Regions from separate parts of the Sus scrofa genome. Here regions 2 and 3 are each linked to region 1. The links are chromatin contacts, called in public Hi-C and HiChIP or PLAC-seq maps. All regions are on one chromosome and are shown on one strand. The core of a region is the stretch at or near the end of the contact, and the rest is flanking DNA. Distances in the headings are between cores, read along the strand shown.

Evidence for each region. Hi-C and Micro-C count contacts between places; a contact is called where the count stands out from the background. HiChIP or PLAC-seq counts read pairs in DNA pulled down with a chosen protein or histone mark.
Region 2: an H3K27ac HiChIP or PLAC-seq map of alveolar macrophages shows a contact between it and region 1. The contact joins the enhancer-like site here to the promoter of MAF in region 1. A contact is called at or near these places in 1 of 5 promoter capture datasets (liver), 4 of 47 Hi-C or Micro-C datasets (embryonic fibroblasts, liver, mesenteric adipose tissue and 1 more) and 2 of 2 datasets of contacts at active chromatin or transcription factors (alveolar macrophages and skeletal muscle).
Region 3: a Hi-C map of skeletal muscle shows a contact between it and region 1, with 8 times the contacts expected there. The contact joins the enhancer-like site here to the promoter of MAF in region 1. A contact is called at or near these places in 5 of 47 Hi-C or Micro-C datasets (alveolar macrophages, omental adipose tissue, psoas muscle and 1 more) and 2 of 2 datasets of contacts at active chromatin or transcription factors (alveolar macrophages and skeletal muscle).

Annotation. Positions count from the first base shown.
Region 1 is chr6:8,467,282-8,470,091 of Sscrofa11.1, reverse strand. It overlaps MAF (transcription factor Maf), which reads right to left and starts at 1,356. Exons shown (of 3, transcript XM_021097066.1): 1 at 190-1,356. The coding sequence starts at 1,310. It overlaps LOC106510467 (a long non-coding RNA gene), which reads left to right and starts at 2,705. Exons shown (of 2, transcript XR_001308967.2): 1 at 2,705-2,810.
Region 2 is chr6:8,882,364-8,885,173 of Sscrofa11.1, reverse strand. The region is part of intron 2 of MAF (transcription factor Maf); the gene reads right to left. Among named protein-coding and RNA genes, the nearest start is that of MAF, 420 kb to the right of the region's middle. Within about 2 kb of position 1,378, at least 1 of the 83 cell types and tissues checked has an H3K27ac peak or open chromatin away from gene starts, as enhancers often do. A contact at or near this core is called in alveolar macrophages, where this site is marked.
Region 3 is chr6:8,766,890-8,769,699 of Sscrofa11.1, reverse strand. The region is part of intron 2 of MAF (transcription factor Maf); the gene reads right to left. Among named protein-coding and RNA genes, the nearest start is that of MAF, 300 kb to the right of the region's middle. Within about 2 kb of position 1,464, at least 3 of the 83 cell types and tissues checked have an H3K27ac peak or open chromatin away from gene starts, as enhancers often do. A contact at or near this core is called in alveolar macrophages and skeletal muscle, where this site is marked.

The sequences.
Region 1 (2,810 bases), core at 107-2,606:
GTGCGTGTGTGTGTGTGTGTGTGTGTGTGTGTGTGTGCAGGGGGCAACTGCGGGGCGGGGGGCAAGCTCAGGAGGGGAGGGGGCGAGGTGGTGGCGAGCAAGGCTCTGGAACTGGCAAGCCCACACCCGAGTCGGACCCCCATGGAGCACTTATCAAGGTGGCTAGCTGGGATCGCGTGTCAGACTCACATGAAAAACTCGGGAGAGGACGGGTTGTCGCTGCTCGAGCCGTTTTCTCGGAAGCCGCTGCTCACCAACTTCTCGTATTTCTCCTTGTACGCGTCCCTCTCGCGCACCAGCCTGGAGATCTCCTGCTTGAGGTGGTCGACCTGCTGCAGCAGCTGGTTCTTCTCGGACTCCAGGACGTGCCTCTGCTGCACCCTCTTGAAGCGGCAGGACTGGGCATAGCCGCGGTTTTTCAGGGTCCGCCTCTTCTGCTTCAGCCGGATCACCTCCTCCTTGCTGACCCCGCGCAGCTGCCGGTTCAGCTCGCGCACCGACATGGTCACCAGCTGCTCATCGGAGAAGCGGTCGTCGAAGTGCAGGCCGCCGGCGGCGTGGTGCGGGTGCAGGGCGCCCCCCGCCCCCGCCGCTCCGCCGCCGCCTCCGCCGCCGCCGCCGCCGCCGCCGCCCCCGGCGCTGGCCGGGCCGCCGCTGCCCGCGCCGCCCGCGCCACCGGCCGAGGCGGACGCGCTGCCCGCGGCGCCGGGCGCGCCGGCCGTCGGGTGGTGGTGGTGGCCAGCGGCGTGGTGGTGGTGGTGGTGGTGGTAGTGCGGGCCCGCGCCGCTCTGCGCAGCGGCCGCGGCGATCACGGCGGACACCACGGCGGCGGCGGGGCCCATCTCCTCGCCGCTGCCGCCCAGGGAGGCGCCGGCGCCGGCCCCGGCCGCCGAGGCCAGCTGCTGCGCCCCGCGCGCGTAGCCATCGAAGCCGCCCTGGAGCTGGTGGCTGTTGCTGATGAGCGCCTCGACCGCGTCCTCGGGGCTGAAGCCCAGCGCCTCGGGGTTCAGCTGCTGCGGATAGCCGGTCATCCAGTAGTAGTCTTCCAGGTGCGCCTTCTGCTCGCTGCCCGAGCCCGGGCTGGGCGCCGAGAAGCTGGGGGAAGGGGGCACCGAGCTGCACGGCGTGCTCATGGGGGTGGAGGACAGCGAGCCCCCGGCGATGAGACGGCCGCACTGGCTGATGATGCGGTCGGTCTCCACCGGTTCCTTTTTCACTTCAAACTTCATCAGATCGAAGTCATTAACATATTCCATGGCCAGGGGACTGGTGGGCAGGTCGGAGTTGCTCATTGCCAGTTCTGATGCCATTCTCCTGCCGCCGCCGCCGCCGCCGCTCCGCCAGATGGGCTGCAGGAGAGGGGCCAGCGGGCTGTGCTGGGTGGCCAGCGGGTGAGCCAGCTTGCCGGGCTGGGGCGCTTCTAGCTCGCGCGGCGGTGGCTGGCCCGAAACCTCCGAGCGCGCACACACCCCCCCGCCCTGCCCGCGCCCCCGCGCCCGCCCTCCCTCCCCCTGCTCACGCCAATGTGCTCGCTGCTCGCCCGGGCCCCTCCTCGCCTGCTCGTCTCCTAGCGCGCCGAGCCGGCGGCTTCAGGCTCGGGAAGGTCCTCCGCGGGTTGCGGTGGCGGCGGCGGCGGCGGCGGCGGCGAAGCCGGAGGAGCCCGGCCGGGTGCGCGGCGTCCCCCGCTCGCCGCTCCGCTGCGCCCTTTGCATAAGGAGGGCTCGCCTCGCCGGCCTGGGCTGCAGGCGGGGCGCGCGCGGCGGCCGCTCGGGGCTGGAAGCGCGGCGGGCGGCTGTCCGGGCGGCGCTGGCCTTGGCACGGGGGAGTTAACACTTCATGCTTCTCGCCTCCTCTTCAGCCTGGCTCTTTTTATTTTTTTTTTCTCTTTCTTTCCTCTCTCTCTCTCTCTCTCTCTTTCTCTCTCTCTCCCTCGCGCTCTTCCTCCCTCCGTGCAAAGTGCAAGACAGAGGTGCAGCCGGGCTGGAGGAAAGGGAGGGGGGAGTTGAGTTCTTTCTTGGCTTTTTTTTTTTTTTTTTTTTTTAAAGCAAAATAGCGAAGTCCCGGGGAAAGGCGAGGCGGAGAGCAAAAGGGGGGAGGCCGAGCCGACGAGCAGCCCGAGCTACAGCTCGAAGATGAAAAAAAGATTTTAAAGCCTCTGATCCAGCAAGAAGAGTTTAAAGCAATTGCTGAGTTTTATAGCACTTGTGACGTCAGGCCCAAATGGGAAATTGACTGGTACTCCAGACCAATGGGAGGCGGCCGCGATTAGCATAATAGTGTAGAGACAAGGAAACTTTTCGGAGCTGTCAATCAGGGCCCAATCAGCTGACTGTCAGCTGGGACGGGCAGCCTTAACCCTTCCCGCTCCGCAGCCTCCTCAGGAGGCTGCAGAGCCGGGAACAAAGTTTGGTGTAAGAGGGGAAGGAGTTTTCCAGCGGCGCTGTGGGAAACCAGGTGGACCGGGAGGCCGATTTGCTTTACTTTGGAGCGAGAGAGGCCTGCCTTCCGGAGCCCCAGCTTGCCTGCCACTCCCTCAGCGGAGATTGGCCTGACCCCCACTCTCTGGATCCTGTATTCGCCAGGCAGCTTCTTCTCTTTACTCCACCTTCGGCACCCGGGTGTCCACCCAGGGGACCTTCCTTCCCCGAGCCTGGCACTGCCCGGAGCTCAAACTTGACCCAAACTCTTTGTCCCTCTTCCCGGAGCCGGCGCGTGGGGGTGCAGGGGTCCCGACTGCGCGCAGGACGTCGCCCGGCCGAGCGCCTGCCAGGGCGATTCGGAGTGGCGGAGACAGAAAGCCCGTTTTATCA
Region 2 (2,810 bases), core at 129-2,628, 420 kb before region 1:
GGACAAAACTTTCAATCAAAAAGGATACATGCACCCCTATGTTCACTGCAGCACTATTCACAATAGCTAAGACATGGCAACAACCTAAACGTCCACTGACAGATGAATGGATAAAGATGATGGTACACGCATACAGTGGGATACTACTCAGCCATAAAAGAATGTGAGATAATGCCATTTGCAGCAACATGGATGGAACTTGAGATTCTCATACTAAGTGAATTAAGTCCGAAAGAGGATGAAAAATACCATAGGAGACCACTTCTATGTGGACTCTAAAATGTGGCACAAATGAGCCTGTCTATAGAACAGAAACAAACTCATGGACATGAAGAACAGACGTGTGGGTGCCAAGAGGGAGGGAGTGGGATGGACTGGGAGTTTGGGGTTTGTAGATGCAAACTAGTGCATTTGGAGTGGATAAGCAATGACGTCCTGCTGCATGGCACAGGGAACTATATCCAATCACTTGTGATCAAACATGATAGAGGATAATGTGAGAAACAGTATATATATATATATATGTGTGTGTGTGTGTGTGTGTGTGTATAACTGGGTCACTTCGTTGTATAGCAGTAATTGACAGAACATTGTAAATCAACTATAATAAAATTTTTAAAAATAACCTTTCTTTATGTCATGGCAATCATAAAAAATAAAAATAAAAAATCCAGCCTCCCCCACCATGAAAGGCTAATTTGCAACGGCCCATCCTTTTCTCGGAGAATCCAAGCTGCCCCTGGTTGGAAGATCACAATGGAAGCTTTGTGCTTCTTACCATGTTCATGGAAACAGGTCCCCTCTGTCTGTAAATTGTAGGTGTCCACTGGATCTACCACAGCCAGGACACTACAGTTCACTGTGACCTCTGTGGTTTGTTTTGAATGCTTAGTTTATTTCATTTAAAAGGCTACAGCCATGTGTTCGAAAAAGTGGGATCTGGATTGTTCTGTGCATTTGAGCTAAAATACAACAGTGTTGTTGGTGCCAAGTGGTTCCCATTATCGTGTCTGGGGCCTAATGCCTTCCGGGTACCAGGTGCAGGTGGAGCGGTTTCCCCGCAAGTGGGAAATGGGGCTGAAGATTAAGATACAGGAAATGCAGTTTAATTCGAATTTCAGATAGGCAAAGATATTTTTTTTGTAAGCAATCCCTTGCAATTATAGGATATGCTTATGCTAAAAAAGTCAGTCGTCATTTATCAAATTCAAATTCAACTGAGTGTCTTTTCTGTTTTTGGCCGCTCGAGGAAGGCAGGATCCTTTCTCTCTCAGAGGTTGCAAGATCTGAACTTGACCCCACTCCGCCACCCCACCCCACCTCACCCCAGTTCCTCTGGCTCCTCTGTAACCCTGGCCTGGTTTGCTCTGAGCACGTGGCAAGTGGTCACCAGGGGAAGTGAGGGCTTGAAGGGAACCCAGTGGAGATGAAATCTCCTCCTGTCACTTCCTGTTGCCCTGACCATGCTGGCCCCAGGCCAGGGAGATCTGGACACCTTTCTAGGTCTGGTTTCTCACTACACTCCCCCCGTCACAACCTGGCTGTGGTTTGCCACTCTGGCCAAGCCTGTGTCCACAGCCACTGTCCCACTGACCCGTGAAGCGTCAAGCAGGTTATTGGGTTTGCAGCTCCTGAGTCAGTAGCTCACTTTGCTACCAGATTCCCCCGCCTCTGCTTCTGCAATTCTGCTGCACTGAAATATTTGCACAGACAACCAACGCTCCAATGGCAAGTAAAACGATCAGAGATGCCTGGTCGCGCTCAAGGACTTGTGTCACCAATCCTTCTGCTTTGCTTGGACTGAGGGGTTTCCTAGGATGCAAGACTGTCCAATGCTATAAGAGGTGAGGTCCTGGATAGACTAGGATGAACTGGTCAAACACTCTCTACCCCACTCCCCCGGGGCTATGAGTGGTGTTCTCTGCGGATGAGGTTTGCAAGGAACACACCTCCAACACCTAAATTCTAGGCCATTAAGTGATGGGGTTGGGGGGAGGAAAGCAAATTCTGTATTCTCAACAAGCGGCCTGTAACTCACTCCTAAATGAAGCATCACCTCCCCCAAGAGGACTTCCTGGACCATTTTATATACGTACCCCCAGGCCCAGACTCTGATCATGTCTTTCACAGGACGTCTCCTAGTCTGTCATTGCCTATTTGTGTTTGGGCTGCTTGCCTGTTGTCTGTCCTCTTCAAAAACAGGTGAACTCATGAGCGCCATCCTCCCCCACCCCTGTTTTTTGTCTCTTGCTGAAATCCCCAGAACTTAGAATAGTCCCAGCACATTGTAGGTGCTCTAAACATGTCTGTTGACTGAATTAATGGATGAATGGAAACCTTGCCAAGCCAGGGGCTAAGGAAATGAGGCTGAAGAAGCACAGGCCCTGCCCTTAAAGGGTTGGAAGGCTGCTGTTTAAACAGATGATAGCAGCACACTGCGGTGTGGAAGGTTTGTGGAAGTGTGAGGTGCAGAGTTGGGAGGGGGTGAAGCAAGACCCAGGAGGCTCGGTAAAGGATTAACCCAAAGTACTCTTTTGAACTGATCTTCAAGGATGGCCCAGCGCTTCCTCCTCTCTGCTTGGCAAAGGCTGCTGCAGAAGGGAGCAGTGCAAGGGCAGTGGGCTATGGGGCAGCCCTGGGGTTTGAGGTCCCACATGGTGGGTATGAGGAGAGAAAGACCAGACATAGGTCTTGCCTTGGGAAGGCTGGGTTGACATGTAAGGCCAAAGATGCCTAGATCCGGCAGTCAGCAACAAGACTGGGAGACAGAGTCTTCCTGGTGCCACATGTTCTGTCTGGTTGTCAAAAGG
Region 3 (2,810 bases), core at 215-2,714, 300 kb before region 1:
GATCAGCTCCAAACTGCTCCCGGGCTGAGCGCTCCAGAGCAAGGCCACCCTTATACCCCAGGCACCCAGCCCCCATGTTGCATCTTAAAGTGAGACCTTGACATTCAAGAAGGAGTCTGGAAACTGGTGGCCAGGAGGACAGTGGAGCAAACACCTGTTTCACGCATGGAACAGCTGGAAAGTAGAAGGACCTTAGCCTGCAAAGAAAGACCCTGGGGTTCGGGTTGCTGCTGAGGGAGACGGACATAGGCAGTTCTATTCTGAGTGAGACCAGAAGGGAACAGCTGGAAGGGAGTGGGGGTGACTCTCAGATTCACATAAGTAACTTCTGACTCCTGGGATGGCTGCCTCAGGACAGGAAAATCCTTAGAGGTGTCTGGTCCTGTTTCTGCCTCCAGCATCATGCCCACCCCCCATGTGATCAGCTCCAGTGAGAAGACTCTTCCATGTATTTAGATTATTCATCCCGTCCTTTGATATGTCCTTGCCTCTTTTGTGCCTCAATGGCCCTGTGTCAGCTTTTCAGAGGAAGCCCACTTGACCTTGTCTTCCTTCTGCTGGCTCCCAAACATCCTGGTAATGCTTGGTTGGGCATGCTGGGATCAGGTTGGGCATGTCAGAGGTTGCAAGCATGGGTTTTGAAAGATGACAAATACAAGATCAGATCCTGGCTTCAGCACTCTTAAGCTGCGTGGCCTGATGCAAATGGCTTCTCTGAGTCTGCGTGCTCATCCATAAAGTGGAGGTGGGGAGTGGATGGCACTGCCTGCTGGGATTTTGCGAGGCATGAGATGAGATCATGTGTGGGTACCCACGGGCTCTGGGGAAAGGATCTACTTTCTTTCGTGTTTCTGAAACAGCAATGAATCAGTCTGACTAGAGTCTTTTTCTTTGTAGCCAGGAGTTTGGGCATCAAGCTGGCCCAACATTGGAAGATCCAAGTAGGCTAAGTTTTGGCTCTCTGCACATTCTCCAAGTGCTGCAGGCGTTTCTATCAAATAGCAGCAAAGGGGCAAGACCCACCTCAAGGAGGCGTGGACCAAGGAGGGCTTGAACTGCCCTGGAGAGGGGATCATAGCCAGCCCAGCGAGGATGGGTCTGGAACGTACACCTGCCCTTTAACCCGTGGTGTGCTGGAGTGGCCCAGGCCACAAATCTCTGCCAAACCACATTTGGTGACCTCACGTTGCTAGCTTGAAATGTGCTGTGGTGAGAGCATTTACACCACGGAAATGGGCAACAGCTCCCGATTTGGGCTTCTCCAGCCTCAGAGACCTGGTAAGTAAATATTCTCCAGCACCGCCCTGCCTTCAACAATAGGAAAAGAAAGGCCCAAATCACATGAGGCACTTCCCACATCTTCATGTGCCCTGGGAAAGAGTCAGTGGTGCTGATGAATGTGAAACCCCAGAAAAGCTCCTGTCTCCTGCTGATATGAAGAAAGAACTTGTCTGGCAGAGGATGCAATAAGGATCTTTGACTCTGTCATCTGCCCATGTGAGAAGCAGGCGGTGCCGGCCCGGGGAGTCACTTAACCTTAAAGTGCCAGCATCCTGGGGCAGGGGGGTACTTGGAAGCCCTCATCAGGGTGCCCTCAGGAAGGAGGCAGGACATGCCCATGACTGGGAATGGGCAGCACCTCTGAAAAATGCCCAGAGCCAGGGCTGAAGCTTCACCATCATTTACCATTTCCTTATAGGGAGTGGAGGAGCCGGGGAAGGGTGTTGAAGTTTGATTAGTAATAAGAACATAGCAGCTTAACCTCTAACATTTAGCACTCACCCCGATCGAATTACTTATCTCTATCTGGGTGAGCCTTGCTAGCCGCCTGCCTGGGAACACTACACCTCTCTAAAAGCTGTCCGTCTCTGTCACAGACTTTGCACAATGGGGCCCACAGCTATTTTTAAAGGACTGTGTCACCTTTCAAGAGAAATTGTGTCTGCTCAGAAGATTGACTTTTTTTTTTTTTGGTTGCTTTCTGTACAAATTTGGTAGTCTTTCATCTCCCACGGTAAAGCTGGGGCACCTCATACCCCATAAGCAGGCACCATTTAGCTTCCTTATTTTAGGGAGACTATAAAGCTATTGAGAAAAAAAAAATCATGGCCCAATGTCGACATTGTCTGTGGAAAGCAAAGACATAAAATGCAAGGGACACTGGCCCTGGAACTAGGGGGTGGCAAGCAGGTGACTGGAATAATCACACTGTTTTCTCTATTCCTGCCTCAAAGTCTGCAAGATAGAGGTTGTCAACGCCCTGTGCAGATGATTCCACCAAGGATGGCAGACCCTGGAATTGAACTCTCTGCCTGAGTTAGAGGCCCCTTTCTAGCTGCGACTTTGTGCCTCGGTTTCCTCATCTTCACAATGTAGCTGTGGGGAGTGCTTACCTCGTCACAGAGTCAGTGAGAGAATTCAGGGAGTGAATCCAACTGAAGTATCCAGCTGAGCGCCTTGAGCAGAGGAAGTGGCCCACACCTATGGGCTTGTTTTGGAGGACAGGCGCTAGTGACCACTCTTCAGGCTTCTCACTAAATCTCTCCTTCTAATGAATTCTCATAGAAACCTTGCAACACGAGCGTCTCCACGTTCCAGAGGGAGATAACACCTCCGTGGATTTTTGTCGCTGTTGCTGTTAGGAGGGTTAAATTAAGTTTCTTCAAGGGTTTGGCTCAGCACCCAGTGCGTGGAAAGTTCTCAGCCAATGATAGCTATTTGTCAGTCATCCTTAGAAATAGTCTTATCATGAGGAAACTGAGGTTGAGAAAGTTTTGGAGGCACTATGGGCACAGGAAGCAGGTTGGCAG